Regions from separate parts of the Mus musculus genome. Here region 2 is linked to region 1. The links are chromatin contacts, called in public promoter capture Hi-C maps. All regions are on one chromosome and are shown on one strand. Each heading gives the region's core, a stretch centred on a gene start, on an enhancer-like site or on the middle of the called end of the contact. The rest is flanking DNA. Distances are from core to core; before and after follow the strand shown. Region 1 overlaps Pms2 (PMS1 homolog2, mismatch repair system component). Region 2 holds the start of Tmem130 (transmembrane protein 130).

Evidence for each region. Promoter capture Hi-C pulls out the DNA fragments that hold promoters and counts their contacts.
Region 2: a contact with region 1 is called in a promoter capture Hi-C map of neural stem cells. The contact joins the promoter of Tmem130 here to the enhancer-like site in region 1. A contact is called at or near these places in 6 of 39 promoter capture datasets (cranial neural crest, hippocampal neurons, liver and 3 more) and 4 of 115 datasets of contacts at active chromatin or transcription factors (bone marrow-derived macrophages, embryonic forebrain, forebrain and 1 more).

What each region holds. Positions count from the first base shown.
Region 1 is chr5:143,931,456-143,935,028 of GRCm38.p6, reverse strand. It overlaps Pms2 (PMS1 homolog2, mismatch repair system component), which reads right to left. Exons shown (of 15, transcript NM_008886.2): 15 at 3,273-3,573. Among named protein-coding and RNA genes, the nearest start is that of Pms2, 23 kb to the right of the region's middle. Within about 2 kb of position 1,963, at least 34 of the 459 cell types and tissues checked have an H3K27ac peak or open chromatin away from gene starts, as enhancers often do. A contact at or near this core is called in neural stem cells, where this site is marked.
Region 2 is chr5:144,759,883-144,763,455 of GRCm38.p6, reverse strand. It overlaps Tmem130 (transmembrane protein 130), which reads left to right and starts at 1,878. Exons shown (of 8, transcript NM_177735.4): 1 at 1,878-1,999. The coding sequence starts at 1,924. It overlaps Gm38739 (a long non-coding RNA gene), which reads right to left and starts at 1,841. Exons shown (of 3, transcript XR_868688.3): 1 at 928-1,841; 2 at 410-487.

The DNA.
Region 1 (3,573 bases), core at 714-3,213:
GGAGGGGTTGGGATCCTTTGAATCTGAAGTATAAGTGACTGTGAGCCACTTGATGTGGGTGTTGGGAACTGGACTCCGGTCCTCTGGAAGAACAATATCTTAAAAACGCTGAACCTTTGCTCCAAATCCATGTCCATTCTTCACACATGACATGTGTATTCTGTACCGTGCATGCCATCATGCCATGCCATGCCATGCCTGAAACGTCTCTGCTCAGATTTAAGACGGCTACATTGTATGACTTGTAGGGCTTCTACTGTACAGTATCCTACTTTTATAGAAATATGATTTAACTACAGAAAACAAAGGCATTCTGTTCCTACTGACATTCCTGTGTGTATATCTCTGTATAGATGGCTTTAGAATGTTTGTTTTAAACTTTTGGTTTTTTTTCAAGACAGGGTTTCTCTGTGTAGTCCTGGCTGTTCTGGAACTTGCTCTGTAGAGCAGGCTGGTGTCAAACTCAGAGATCTGGCTGCCTCTCTCCCTTTCTAGTACTGAGACTAAAGGTATGTGCCACTACTGTATACCTTAAATTTTTAAAATTAATTTCTATGTGTGTGTGCCATCACGATCAAATAATGGGCACTGTTAAGCAACTGTTAAGCTGTCTCTATATCCCCAGGAATTAATTTTACATAAATATAAACAAGCAGACCAGCAAAATGACTTAGGTTAAGCCATGTCGCCTCAAACCTAATGACCTGAGTTCAATTCCTGGAATCTACATGGTGAAGGAAGAGAACCGATCCCTGCAAGCTGTCCTCTGACCTCCATATGTGCAGGCGGTACACTAGCTACTCCACACCCCATTAAATAAATAAAATGAAAAAAAATGAAGCTTTGGGGTCCAGCATTAAGAGCACTTGGGGCTCTTGCAGAGGGACCATGTTCAGGTCCCAGCATTTATGTTTGGTGACTCACAGCCACTTGTAACTTCAGTTCTAGAGTATCTACCACCCTCTTCTGGCCTCTGTGGGTACCTGCAAATGGGAATATTTATATACCCACTCATAAATAGAAGTGAAAAATAAACCTTAAAAAATAAATAAGCACATAATTTCCTTAGTACACAAGTTTGCTTTATTTAGTAAAGGGTAAATTTTATATGTATCCCAAAATTGTTTAAGAAGTATATTTTACTATTATCAGTAAATATTGTTGTGTATACCTATGTATATACTAAAGCCAGAGTTACAACAATTTCTTGGGAAAAGGAGTCAAGTGGGAAACTCGAGAGTAGTCCTGTGGTAGAGCTTCATGACCCAGCCGCTCTCATCACTACTGGGGCTGGAAGAGACCGGATGAGTTTCGGAGCTGAGGGCAGAGGGCCAAAGCCAGGGCTTTTCATGCCACTCGGAAACAGATCTCGGCCATGGTGTCCTACTGCATTAGGCAAGCAAGATGCAAAGAAATCCTGGGGTGGAAAGAAATCTGGTCCAGGTTCGTGCCCCCTGGGGGTGGATAGTGTGGCACTCCATGCCTGCCGCTGCTAGGCATGCTCAATCCCACCTCTGAGCTTCTCCAACCCCTGCGCGCCCACTCGTCCAAGGGCCTGATGAATATCAGCCAAGCCAGCCCAAGCTGCTCTCCACTCTCAACTTGAACAACCATTTACTCTAGGTTTTCTGGTCCTCTATTAGTGAAATTCAAACTACAGATAAAACTAGCTCGTTTCTTATAGTGATGACCCCACCCCGACCCCATTCTTAAGGAAGTCACAGCATTATTGCACCCAAGGCCAAACAGGCCTTTTCTCTGGGCGAGGGTCCCAGCACCACTCCACCCTTCCGCAGGGTCCCTTTATCAATCAAGCACGTGTTCGAGTCTTGGGAGGCTAAGAAGGGAACTGGCCCAGGTCTTTACGTTGTTGCTATACACACAGGACTACTTTAGGGTGCTCACCCACCTGCTCTGGCCAGGCCTGCAGATCCCAAAGTGGCATTATTAAGGAAGACTTTGCGTCCTGGGAGCTAGGTGGTCTCTAAGCAACTGAAACAAGCCCCGCCTCCTGTCCTCTTAAAGGGGCCGCGGGTACCAGTACAAAGCTGTAATGCATCCAAGAAGGGAGGAACTGGCTAGGCAAGGGAGCAGGATGTACTTGACCTGGATTTTCCCGATCTAACTGCAAACCATGTGACCTCCCTCAGCAGGTTTCTTCACCATAAAATAGAATAACATAAGCTTTTGTTTTCCACCAAACAGTGGCTTGAAGCCATAGTCTATCAGCGGTAAGTTGCAGGCCTGGCTTACTTGGAGGGTTCAGGAAGAGTCAGTATACTTGTCCTCTACTTTGAAGAACTAATGTGACGGACAGTGCCCTTCAGACTGCACAGGTCAATCTCCCCATTACTGGGCTCCTTAATCCCATCTCAAGAGTCCCCTTTGTCACATATAAGGTAACAGTCACAGCTTCTGGTGATGAGAAGCAGACTCTTTTGAGGGGGCATTACTGTACCACCCCAACTTGCAGTGCTCCTGTGAATGTTCTGAGACCCTGTGGTTGGAGCTGGACTAGCAGTGTGTGTCTTGAGACAGAATTTTGGTATGTAACCCTCTCTGGCCTGGGACTATGGAGCAGCCCAGGATGGCCTCAGCCTGCCTCTGCTGTGCTTGAACTTGCAGGTCTGTGCCACTCTACCCAGCAGTAGCATGGACTTTGACATTAACAAATGCAGGTAGCTAAGCCTTTACAACCTCGGCACACATGAACCATGGCACCTCCTCTTCTCCAGGAGGCCCACAGCACAGAGGAAGCTGGAGGGGCAACTGCCCATGCCAGTCACCACTCTTCCTAACTGCCGCCTGGACTTCACAGGAGGCATTGTAATTTCTATCTCTCACACAGTTCCAATGGACAAGACTCCACAGAAACAGAACAAAAAACCCATAGTTCACACCCCAAGGAAATCAAATTACAGCACTGAGCTACGGCACAGACTATCTTCTACTCCCTGCCTCGGCCCAGCCCTTGCCTGGAATGGAACTTTCCACTCTAGCTGCACTGAGGAACAGTTAAAAAATAGTGACCCCAAGCTAGGTGTGGTGGCTCGTGACTTTAATCCTAGAATTCAGGAGGCAGAGGCAGGGGAATATGAGTTCAAGCTGGGGTGCTCTAAATAGCAAGTTCCAGATCAGCCAGGGCTGGAAGCCCGTCTCATCCCTTTCTACCCACTCCAAAGGCATCCCAATCCTAGTCAGCAATTTCTTTCCAACCAGGTAAAGAAGTCCTTTGTTCTTAAATTTCATGAGTCGGGATTGAGAGCTGCTAATTAAAAAAGACCATATTTTTTTAATGTGGGCATATGTGACACACACCTGGGATCCCAGCTCTTGGGCCGTGGAGGCAAGCTCAGTTCTAGGCCAACCTTGGTGACAAAACGAGTCAAGAGAAGCCTGAGTTTCACAAAACGCTGCCTCAGACACTGGGGTGAGGGTGGGTGGGTGAGAAAACAAATAGAATTCAATCGCCATTGAGGGCTCAAAGTCAAAAGTTGCCACACACACACACACACACACACACACACACACACACACACACACACACAAAGTCAAATTGCAGAACAGTAACTG
Region 2 (3,573 bases), core at 629-3,128, 830 kb before region 1:
AAGTGTGTGTCTAGACTCCTTGGGGAGAATAAGCAATTAATTTTCTTAGCATTAGCCATATCTACCATTTGGGTGGCTCTCATCTCAAAAGATTGATAGTATGAGCTAGAGAATCAACTGTCTGTAACTCCTCTTCCAAGGGACTCAATACCCTCTTCTGGCCTCTGTGGATGCCTGGAACTCAGGTATGCAACCACATGGTGGCTCACAATCATCTATAATGGGATCTGATGCCCTCTTCTGATGTGTCTGAAGACTGTGACAGTGTGCATTAGATGAATAAACCTTGTTTAAAATATCTTAAGTTTTTTACTAATGTTCATGTGTGTGATCATATATAAATATACACGATCTATATACAGATATGTAGGAATTCTTGCTTCTCTCCTAAGATGAGAGAATTCCTTACCCCTTCTTATGTTGCCAAGATTGTCGCTGCCTCTCCATCTTGCTTCAGTAGGAATATGAACCCTGAGGTGTCTGCCATCTGTGACCAAAAGGGATACAATTATACCAGCTTGCTAGCACCAGCAGACAGAATACCCTGCTTTCAAAAGGTCATAATGAACAAAAATCGGTGAAGGGGGTCAACAAGATGAGTTGGCAGGCTTGCAGCCCAGCCTCAGGACCCAAGTTTAATCCCTGAGACCCAAGTAGTAGAGGGGGAAACACTTCTCCTGCAGGTCATCTTCTGACCTCCACACATTCACCATAGCATGCATTCAACTCCACACATATACATACACACATGTACAGAGCTAGGTAGATGGATAAATAAGCATGAGCTGTCTACTGCGCAGAAAAATTAAATTAGCCCAAACAGGCCACTGCTAAAATGAATGAGGTTCTATTAGCCATAACCTATATTCTATCGCTGGGTCTGCTGAGCTTAGCAGTCGTTATTTTTATCAGAGAAGCTGCAACTACCTGCTGGTGACCTCCAAGACTTGTTTGTTGTTGAGGTTCCCTCATGGAAGAAGAATCGGAAAGATCACTCTCTGGACTCTCCTTTGTTCTCTCAGCTGCTCCCTCCTGAACCTCTCAGCCAGCTGTATGCAACTCTGCCCTCATTGTCTGTGGGCTCTGTGGCCCTGGGAAGTACTACAGTCTATAGATTGTAGAAGGTTAACAGAAGCTGGGGTGGGGAAGGGGTTGAGGGGGAACCGACCCCATGCAAAGAAAAACTTTGTCTGGACCTTGGTAGGAGGGAGGGGCCTGGTCGACCTCCTAAGAAGAAAATTATACAACGGCTACAAAGTGAGTTCTGGGCCAGCCTTAGATATGCAACAGAAAACCTGTCACAAGAAGCAAAAAAACAAAAAAACAAAAAACAAAATTAGTCAACAACAGCTAAGTCTGTGCATATATCCCCGAGGAACTGTGGATAGTTTGAATGTAGATGTTCTGGAAGTACAAAATGTATACCAAGTAGTGAAAATTTAGGACAGCGAAAGAGATTAAGGGCTAGGGAGAAGGCTTGGTGGGTTGTTTGCTGCGCTAGCTTTAGGACCTGAGTTCGAATCACAGCAACCTATGTAAAAGGCAAGCGGCGTGGTGAGCATCTGAGGCCCCGGCGCTGGGAGGGAATGGAGGTAGGCAGATTCCCGGGGCTCCTTGATCGTCGGTCTGTTAACTTGGTGAGCTAAAGGTTCAGTGAAGAGACCTTATCTCTGGAAAGATGGCTCTGGGACCTACGGAAGCACGATGCTTGGAGGGAGCATGCGCACCTGGTGAGGTAAGGATGGCCTCTGTGATCCCTAGAGGGGAGGGACTCTCGGGGAGGGCTGTGTGGGCGGAGGTGGCTGCAGGCGGGGACAGGCGAGCGCTGCGTCTCCACGCACAACCAGACGGAGCCGCCACTGCGGAGCTACAACCCAGCTCCCTGAGCATCCTCCCCGCGCCCCTCGGTATCCACGCTTCGCCATGGCCAAGGCCACCGACGTCCTCGTCTTCTGGTTCGCTTGCCTCCTGCTCTTGGGTCCGGCGAGGGTGGCGGCAGGTAAGTCAGAGCCTGCCTGGAGCTGTCCAGTACTGTCCAGAACCTAAGCTACCGAGATGACTCGGTGCGTTCTGCCCCTCTGCCCAGAAGTCACGCAGGCACTTGGGGTGTCTCCCTGCTCCCCTTCGATGCCTACCTCCATCACTCTGCCCTGGGAAGTGCATCCATCCCGATGCTCAAGACTGGTACTTACAAGGGGAGGAGCAGGGAGAATGGATGCATGCAGGGAAGCCCCGGTGGGCTGAGAGAGGCCATCGCGCCTCAGCCATCCCCAGGGGGAACCGCCCCCTTGCCTGCATGGGGTAGCGCTTTTGCTATAAGATGTAACCTTTTTCTAGAGATTTCTACCGTGATTACGTTGGCTAAGGGGTGGCACGGGTACTAGTCCACAGAGCCAGTCTGCCATTTCCTCCCTGGGAATGATTTTTTTTTTTTTAAAAAGGGGGGCTCCTGAGCCGACAGGTTTTTCCAAGGCTCACCAGGCACCCATCTCTCCGTGATGAAAAGAGCAACGCAACCTTCCTACCCCATTTTATGAATAATAAATGATCCGGATTCAAGAATTGTCTGAGACCGGTGAGCAGCTGTAAAAAGAAAAAGAAAAAAAAAAAGTCATTTTTCACAGCCCATTCAAAGAGTAGTGGGGGGAAGAGGGGGCCTGGCGTAGATTTGTGACAACAGCGGGAACCATGAAGTAAATTTAAATTAAAAAAAAAAAAAACAAAAACCTGCGTTTTTAGAATCAATTCGAGAATTCGAGGATTTTGTGGGAATTTTGCATTTTTAAAATCACCTGCAGCACCCCCCACCCTACCCCCACTCCCCACCCCCAACCCCTCTCCTAGAAATCCACCATAAAATTCATCTAGAAATGGACACCCTGGTCCATTAGGTTGTATGTGCCTAGAAGTTATGTGATTTAATTTCAAGAAATACACAAGTATATATATATATATTTATTTATTTGTATTTCAACACAGGATTTCTTTGTATAGCCCTGATTGTCCTGGAACTCATCTAGAAATGGACACCCTGGTCCATTAGGTTGTATGTGCCTTGAAGTTATGTGATTTAAATTATAAGGAACACACAACCATTTGTTTGTTTGTTTTGAGGCAGGGTTCCTCTGTGTAGCCCTGGCTGACCTGGAGCTCACTCTGTAGACCATCCTGGCTTTGAATCCAGAGATCCACCTACCTCAGGCTCCCAGTCACTGGGGTTAAGGCATGTGCCACCATGTCACACTCTATGATGTGACAAGGAATTGCCCAGGCTGGCCTCTAACGGGACCTCTCCAGCTTTCCCAGTGCTGGGATTATGCGTACCTGTCACCAATCCAGTCCCTTTTTTTTTTTTTTTTTTTTTTTTTTTGAGATGGGGACTTATATAGCCTAGGCTGGCCTAGAACTCGCTATGTAGCTAAGGATGGCTTTGAACTCATTATTTGTCCTCCTCACATCACCTCTTTAATCCCAGCACTTAGGAGGCAGAGACAAGTGGATTTTTGAGTTATTCAGACCATCAGAGGTGTGCTTGGCAAATATTTTTTTGACTGCCTGCACGAAAAGGCCTGC